Regions from separate parts of the Anser cygnoides genome. Here regions 1 and 3 are each linked to region 2. Evidence: chromatin contacts called from public Hi-C data. All regions are on one chromosome and are shown on one strand. Each heading gives the region's core, a stretch centred on a gene start, on an enhancer-like site or on the middle of the called end of the contact. The rest is flanking DNA. Distances are from core to core; before and after follow the strand shown.

Region 1 (2,700 bases), core at 88-2,587, 180 kb before region 2:
CCAGCCCTGTCCCCAAAGACCAAGCTGGGCTACAAGCGGCTGGCGAAGCCTGGAGGCGCCACATCTAAGCACCGTTGAAGCAGGGGCTGCTCGAGGCACGGTGCAGGAGGCGGCGTGGCCCGGGGCCGCGCGTGCACACGCAGAGGCAAAGCGCAGAGCACGAGGAGCAACACAGACCCGGACTCACCGCCCTCCACGGCTCTGCACCACCGCACACGGCAAAGGGAGGTGGCTCCTCGAGCAAGTCCCCGTGCTGAGGCTTCGCATGCTGCAGCAGCTCCATGCGCCTCCCCGTGCCCCGTTTTCCAAGCCGTCACCTACGCTGTCTGCTCAGGCTGTGAACTCCTCAGGACAGCGGTTCTTTCCCAGCACAGCAGGGCCCTGAGCCCCGAAGCTGCACTTCATCCAAGCAGCTTGTTGAAACAACGTGGATTAAAATGCAACTGAAATCTGCAAACTCGAAACCCGACCTGCCTGCAGGAACACACCGCTGCAGTCCCTTCGCTGCCTGCTGGGGTACAACGCTTTTCTGCTCACATCCTATCCTTGTGCAAACTATGTCACGCATTTTTGTCTTCCCCCGAATAACCACGTCAGTTTTGCACCTAAAAGGCCTGATGCAAATCCGTATCTCTAAGAAAACCAAACCTCACGTTGAATATTAATCCCCATTTAAAAGGGCAAAAGAAAACCAAGCAAGACCTCTGCTAGAAAGTTACATCCTAAGTTTAAAACAAGGAGAGTACAATAACAAGTTTGAATCAGCCTAAAAATACCATTTAGCAAAGCAGATGCACGCATCACTAACCAGTGGTACGAGCTGTACACCGTTTTTCACCAACATCCCTTCCCAAGTAAAAGGACAAAGTGCAGCGCTTTCTATCTGAGGCGCAGGACTCGCTGCTACGCAACCCCCAGAGCCAGCACTAAAAGCACTCTATACGTGTTACATGCTCCAAATGACAAGAGGAATGCGGGATAGTGGATCTCCACTCCAGATTCCTGGGCATGGCTTTAGTTGCCATGAATAAAACAGGAAGCAAAACATGTTCCAGGTTCCCCCCCGCTCCCCTGACTTTCTCGATGAACTGCAGTTTCCTTTCAGGAAGGAGAAAGGAAAAGGGGAGAGAAAGAGAGGCAGACAGCTGCAGTATCAGACAGATAAAAAACCATCACACTAAGGAAAAATAAAGAATAACAGGAAAAACCACACACTGAACCTTCATACAGTTAAAGCTGTTAAACTTCTGCAGTTCCCTAACAAAACAGTTAAATATTAACGTCGGAGATAAATATATCCATGTGTTACACAGCCTTTTTAACACACACACTTGCTTAGGAGACAGAAATCTTTCTTAAGCTATACTTTACTTGCTGACCACATGCATATAACCGTACCCATTTAACCCTGCAGTGCTTTGCTGCCTTGGTGCATCAGCCAGAAACTACAAGGAAGAGCCTGACTGAATGGGAGCTGGCTTAAATTATCTTTGTACCTAGGCCTGAAGAAACATTTTGCCTTGGAGACCAATCTATTAAGCTAAATTTCTGAGCTCGAGAAAGTTTCATTGGGTCCTTTTCTGTCGACTGGCGATCCACATGCCTGCCCCTACCAGCAGCCACGCACACACTTTGATGCAATCCATCTGACTAAACAAAACAGAAAATCCCAAGTTGCTTGCTAAAGCAGCAATGATGCACTTACCAGCATCCAGGCAAGCTCCTTCGCTAATACGCTTCCCTTTCGAGCAGATCAAATTTGGAACAAGGTCCAGGAGCAAAAGAGAACTGAAAACTGACCACAAGAAGCTTCCAAAACAAGAAGGACAAAAAAAAAAACAAAAAAAACCTTACTACAGGAATTCAAATCCTGCTTCCACCAGACCCTGAGTCACCTCCCCTCCCTTGCAATAGATCAGAGCAATGGGTAAACATTTCCAAATATGGAGATCAAAACTCCAAAGGATGTCAAAAAAAATCACCCTTCTCTCCCTGCCTTTGGCATGGGGATGACTTGCCCCTCTCCAGCCTGAATTCCAGGCACCGCGCACATCACCGTGGCCGACCCACGCGCAGCCTGAACTCGGGGCCACGCGGCGCCGGCACGGTCCTGGCCCATGCTTGGGCAGCTCCCGGCTCGCTGCGAGACACCGGGCATTTCCATCCCCTCCCGGGGATGCCAGGGGAGATGCAATAAGGCAGCTCCCGGAGCCATCGCCCCGCATCCACAATTGCTGCTGCAAAGCTCCCTCTCGTCCCTCGACTCACCGGCAGGAGACCTCCCAAAGCTGTTTTTTTGAGTACTATTTGAAGGCAAATAGGTGAAATGGGGCTGTGCGTATAGCAACGCTAACTCAGCGCCAGAAAAGGTGAGACCCAGCAGTCAGAGCCGCCTGGCAAGCAGGGCACAGGGCACAAGCAGGACTGCGCATGGCCTCAGGCTCCTGCTCCGCTCCAGCTGCTCACCTGGGGCAGGGAAAAGCTCCCTGAACCTGACTCATCCAGTCAGCGCCTTGCGAGAAGCGTGCATGTGATTCTGCTTCATCAGAGGACAAACAGCTCTGCAGAGAGGAACACACCCTGGACGAGCAGAGAGCTCCCCGCAGGGAAGAGGAGCCCCAGGCCAGCAGCATCCCTCGATCCCAATGCCATTCTTCCAGCCTGTAACCAAAAGGCTCCCTGCTCCAACAAACAAGCCCT
Region 2 (2,700 bases), core at 193-2,692:
GCAATAGGAGCGGGCAAAAAGCGCCCGGAGAAAAAACCCCGGGCAGCCCGGGCTCGCCAGGAGGAGCCGACGGCGTTTTGCACCCCAGCAGAGATTCGCGGAGCAGCGGAGGAACGCGAGGATGTGCACACTTACAGGCTGGGCTGCAATAAGAACCACAAGAGCTACAGAGAATTAACCCACCGCTCGGGCGTCCTGGGAAGGAAAAGAGCGAAAGCGTCTGAAAATAAAAAATAATAAGGAAAAAAAAAAATTTACATCGTCATCCTTTCTTTTTTTTTTTTTTTTTCCTCCTCCTCGAGAATCCCAGCGTTAAGGAGCAAAGCCAAAAAAATAAAAACGCAAAAAAAAAAAAAAAAAAGGAAAAAGAAGCGCATGGGGGTGTGAGGGGGGCTTTAAGGAAAAAGCTTCTGGCCCCAAGAGTAAATCCCATCTGAGGCTGTGAGCCGAGCGTCGATGTGTTTGTCAAAAATTAGCAAAAAAAAAAAAAAAAAGAGGCAACGGAAGGAAAAATAATGAAAAATGCAAAATTCCAGTGCAGCACAGCAGGATCCTGGCTTTTTCTTTTTTTTTAAAAGGGGGGGAGGGTTGATTGTTGGAATGAGAAAGCGGTGCCCCCCCCCAAAAAAAAAAGGGATAAAAGGGAAAAGGAGAAAAAAAGGGAAAAAAGGGGAAAGGGAAAAAAAGGGGAAAAGGAGGAAAAAAGGGGGGAAATGGAGGAAAAAAGGGGGGGAAAAGGGGGAAAATGGAAAAAAGGGGGAAAGGGGAAAAAGGGAAAAGAGGGTGGAAAAGAGAAAAAAGGGAGAAAAGGGAAAAAAGGAGAAAAAGGAGAAAATGGTAGGAAAAGGAAAAAAGGGGGGAAAAAGGAAAAAACAAGGAAAAAAGGGAAAAACAAGGGGAAAAAGGGAAAAACAAGAAAAAAGGGGAAAAAAACAAGGAAAAAACGAAAAAAGTAAAAAAAAAAGAAAAAAAAAGGAATTATTATAAAAAAAAAAACATATATTTTTTCACACGCCCTCCTTCCCCCTGCATTATATTTTTGGGGGGAGGCGAGGTGGGGGGGGGGGGTGTCCACGTGCGCTCAGCCCCGTCCCCGCTCTCGCACCCGGGACCCCCCTTTGCGTCCGCGCGGCGCGCGCGCTCCCCCGCGCCCGGTCGGGCGGGCGCGCGCGCGCGCGCTCCCGCCGCCACCCCGCCGCGCCCCCACGTCACGCCGCCGCCCGCCGCCACGTGACCCCCGCGGCCGGGCGAGACCACCGCGAGGGGGGGGAACACGGCGGGGAGCGGGGGGCAGCGGGACCCTCGCCGCCGCCGCGTCCCCACCGGGACACCGGCCGGGGGCACGGGGACACCGTCGGGGGCGTTCGGGCGGGGGGAGGCGTCCCGGCGGGGCGGCGGCGGCGGCGAGGAGGCGGTAGGGGAGGTCCCCGTCCCTCCCCGCGCCGCTCGCAGTGGTAGGGCCGGCAGCTCAAATTCCGAGAATTGGGCTCTGTTGATTCTTAGAACTGGGGTTCTTAGAAGTGGTGATGCAAGGAGTTTCTAGGAAAGCCCGGAGACCAGGTGATTGCTGCTTCTATTGCCGCGGCCGATTTTACCCTTTAATTCTCTCTCTCTTTTTTTTTTTTTTTTCCTCCTCTCTCTTCCCTCCTCTCTCTCTCTCTCTCCCTCCTCTTTCCCTCCCTGCCCCGCTCTGGCGCCCAGCCGCCCCTATATATTTCTTACCCGTTTTTTTCCCCCCCCCTCCTTTTTCCCTCGGCAGGTGCCCCGACGGCACTTTTAATCCACCGAAAAAAAAAAAAAAAATTATTTTACCATCCCCTATTCCCCCCCCATCCCATTCTCCCCTTAATTTTTTTTTCCCCTATTTTTTTTTTTATTATTATAATAATTCCCTCTCCATACTAAATTAACGTGCTCCCTATTAAATTAACGCGGGGACACCCCCAACCCTCTCCTTGCACCCTTAATAGTAAAAAAAAAAAAAAAAATCAAAAAAAAAAAAAAAAAAGGAAAGGGGGGGGAAAAAAATAATAATAAAAAAAATCCCAGCCCCGGGCTGCCCTAACGGGGCCGGCTCCCGGAGGGGGGAGGTCCCCCCGCGGTGGTCCCCATGGGGTCTCGGGGGGGTTTTGTCCCCCCGAGCGCTGCTCTCCCCATCCCCGTGTCCCCCGGGGGGGCCCCGCGGTGCCCCTGCACCTGCAGGCGGCCGCAGGACGGCGGCGAGCGCGGCCGCCGGGGAGCTCCGGGGTTTTTATTTTATATTTTATTTTATTTCCTTTCGGCGTCGGTTCTCGATGGCCGGAGCTCGGGCAGCGTGTCTTATATTTTATGTATCTTATTTGTTATTATTTTTTATTCTTGTTCTTTTGCTTCTAGTGGCTGTCTCGCTCCCGGTCCCCGCGTGTGCGCCGTGTCGCGGCACCGGGCGGCTCGGCCCTCTCTCGGGGTGATTTTTTTTTTTTCCTTCCCCCTTCTCGGAGGATTTTTTTTTTACCGCAGTACGAGCGGGGGGCTTTTTCCCCGCGTCCCCCCCCCACTCCCCTTTCGGCTCCCTACCGGCTTTTTTTTTTTTTCTTTTGGCAACCTGTGGCGGGGCCGCGCCGGGATCTGTCAAAGCCCCCCGGGGGGGGCGAGGAGCCGGGCGGGGACGGAGCGGACTTTGCGGCGTTTTTGTCGGCCCGGGGAAAAGCAAGCGGCGGG
Region 3 (2,700 bases), core at 148-2,647, 150 kb before region 2:
CCAAAATGAAGACTCCTGTGTGAGACCTCACACTCCACAGGGGTCAAAACCACTTTCTGCACAGGGGCCAAGGTGTCGCGGATGTGTAGGAAGACGGATCAGCCAGCCTGGCAGTTTCCACAAACTCTTAATACTTCGTGTGACCAAGTCACTCAAGTCACAGACAGATACCAAACAGGAACCCAACCCCAAAACCAAACAGCTGGGCCAAAAAGCCACCTCACGTGGGTGCAGAAATCAAAGGAAAACAAATCAGAAGAAGGCAGCACAACCCAGCCGTGGGGCCATGCTGCACCTCGAGGTACAGTAGCCAGAGCAATTACAGTGGGAGCTTTCTCCATCAACACCTCCTACTCCGGAGCACTGCCTTCTCCCAAGCACAGCCCCAGGGCGTGGAGATCGCTCCCGAACAATGGCAGGAATAAGATTTGTCTGCTTGAAAGGGGAGGGCAAAAATTAAATGGGGGGGGAGGGAAGAAAAAAAAAAAAAAGAAAGAAAAAAGCTCTGGGTGACGTAAGGGTGTGGGAAATTTCTACGTACTTACCTGTTTGGGAAGGGTGGGCCTCCCCGGGTGTATAAAAAGCTGCTGGGGCTTTGCTCTACTTATTATTTACTACCGACAGCCGGCCGGGGGTCGGGCCGGGCGAGGTGCCCGCCAGGGCAGCGCCACCCCCGTGCTCCCCCCCCACCCCCCCCGGGGCCAGGTGCACCTGCGGGCGGCAGGGCCCGGGGAAGGGGCTTTGGGGGGGCACCGGGAGCTCTTCCCACCCTTCCCCGGCCCACCCCGGGAACTGCTCCCGCCCCACCACCGAGCTCGCCCCGGGTATGGAGGGGGGGAACTGGGGGACGGGGAGGAGCCAGCCGCTGCCCCCCCCCCCCCCCCCGCCCAGCTCCGGCCGGGGGCTCCAGCTGCTGCCCAGCTGCCTCGGCGGGGGGGGCGAAGAAGAGGAAGGGGGCAAGTTATTATTCGCAACGATACCTCGGGGGGGGAGGAGGAGGAGGAGGAGGAGGCGGCGGAGGCGAGCGCGGCGGCGGCGGCGGCGGCGGGAGGAGGCGGCGGGGGTGGGCCCCGGGGCGGGGCTGGGGCCGGGGGGGCGCCCGGGGCCGCCCCGCTCCGCCCCGGCGCGGCTGCCCTCCTCTTCCTCCTCCTCCTCCTCTTCCTCTTCCCCCGGCCCCTCCGCAGCCCCTCTGCCCCCCCCCCCATCTCCCCCCATCCGGCATCCCCAGCACCCCCCCGCTCCCCCCCGTCGCCCCCTTACCTCCCCTCCGGGCGGAGGAGGTGGGCTGGGAGCCCCGAGCTCCGAGGGACGCCCCCGAAACAAAAAGCGAAAGCGGCCGCCGCTGCCTCCCGCCCCGCCGGGCTGCTGAGCTCTGCCCGGGGCTGACGTCAAGGCCCCAAAATTCCTGCCTTTCCCCGCAGGCACATTTGGCCATGTAAGGGCTGGGGCCGGGGCTGGGGCCGGGGCGGCCGCACGGCGGGGGGGGGGGGGGGGGGGGGGGGGGGCGGCGGCAGCTACCGGCACCGACCCTGCCGGCATCGCCCTAAAAGTCGGGGTGGGGAGCCCCAAAAATGCCCTCGCTATACCCCCCACCCCCCTCGCCCAGCCCCGCGGCATGCTCGTGGTATTCAACTTTTTTTCGCGAGGAAGTTTTGTGCTATGCTTTTTGGGGTGTTTCTCCCGAATTTTCCCCTCTTTCTTCCCCAGCCGCGTTAAAAAAGGGTTGGGGGGAGGGATAGGATGGTGGGGGTTGCAATAAAGGGTCTTGTCTTGCTCGGAGATGCAAAACAAAACCTGGCGAGCATGCTAAGGAGAAGGGGGGAAGGGAAACTGCATTTTCTGATCTCTCGGTGTGATTGTTTTGTGGCTATTTACAAGAACTGCAATTAAAATAATTCAGATTTTGAGTGTGATCGTTTTTATAACGGAATGTTACCCCTGGCGTAGCGAGGTTGGGTCTCTGCAGTTTTGTAGCCTGGGACTGGGTTTGCCCTGAAGAGCAGGGGAAGGCAGAAGGGTTACGCTGCGTTCAGGCGGCCGAGGGGAGAGCTGCCAAGCCTTACTCATTTGGAAAGAGATTTCTGGATGAGTTTTTAAGCGCTCTAAATGTATTTCGCTTTGACAATAAAGGGCTCTGCTGTGTACTTTCAGAAGATGTTTACAATCTTGCCCCATTACCAGCTTTAATGTCCGCAGTCGCCGCTTAAGAGCCCCAGGAGGGAAAGTCTGCGCGTAAGGACCCAAAAAAGGACGTTAAGTGCCTAAAAGACTTGAGAAGCTGAAGTATGGAGTTCTGATCCAGCCTCCCCCGCCCTTCCCTGGCTGCTCAAGCGTCTGAAACAAGGAAGGATGGACCCGCGCACTCTGGCGGATCGGAGACCCCAGAAGCTGCTGCTGCACCCTTAGGGGCACCCCTTCCCCAGCAGGCTCCACAGCACAGGAATTGTGTCGTATCCCACATTCAGTCCTTGCTGCAAATGATCTGTCTGTGGTTTATTTGGTGTCCTGTGCTGGCCTCCTGCACCAGGGGTGCTAAATTCCTGTAGAGGGACGGGGAGGACTGCCGAGGCCAGATGCCATCATGCAGCTAAATCCGTGCGAGCCTTTCAGTCCCATCACAGAAGTTTTCTAAGCACTGTGACTAGAAATACCTTAGCCTTGTCCTAGCCGCCTACCCCGTGTTTAAACCCTGCTGAGATC

What was found. Hi-C and Micro-C count contacts between places; a contact is called where the count stands out from the background.
Region 1: a Hi-C map of liver shows a contact between it and region 2, with 3 times the contacts expected there. The contact joins the enhancer-like site here to the promoter of BCL6 in region 2. A contact is called at or near these places in 2 of 7 Hi-C or Micro-C datasets (both in liver).
Region 3: a Hi-C map of liver shows a contact between it and region 2, with 2.7 times the contacts expected there. The contact joins the promoter of LPP here to the promoter of BCL6 in region 2. A contact is called at or near these places in 2 of 7 Hi-C or Micro-C datasets (granulosa cells and liver).

Annotation. Positions count from the first base shown.
Region 1 is chr9:16,164,389-16,167,088 of Taihu_goose_T2T_genome, forward strand. All of the region lies in intron 2 of LPP (LIM domain containing preferred translocation partner in lipoma), which reads right to left. Among named protein-coding and RNA genes, the nearest start is that of LPP, 27 kb to the right of the region's middle. Within about 2 kb of position 1,338, at least 2 of the 3 cell types and tissues checked have open chromatin away from gene starts, as enhancers often do. A contact at or near this core is called in liver, where this site is marked.
Region 2 is chr9:16,339,351-16,342,050 of Taihu_goose_T2T_genome, forward strand. It overlaps BCL6 (BCL6 transcription repressor), which reads left to right and starts at 1,443. Exons shown (of 10, transcript XM_067002297.1): 1 at 1,443-1,560. It also overlaps the pseudogene LOC136791464.
Region 3 is chr9:16,191,723-16,194,422 of Taihu_goose_T2T_genome, forward strand. LPP (LIM domain containing preferred translocation partner in lipoma) reads right to left here and starts at 1,398. Exons shown (of 13, transcript XM_067002299.1): 1 at 1,261-1,398.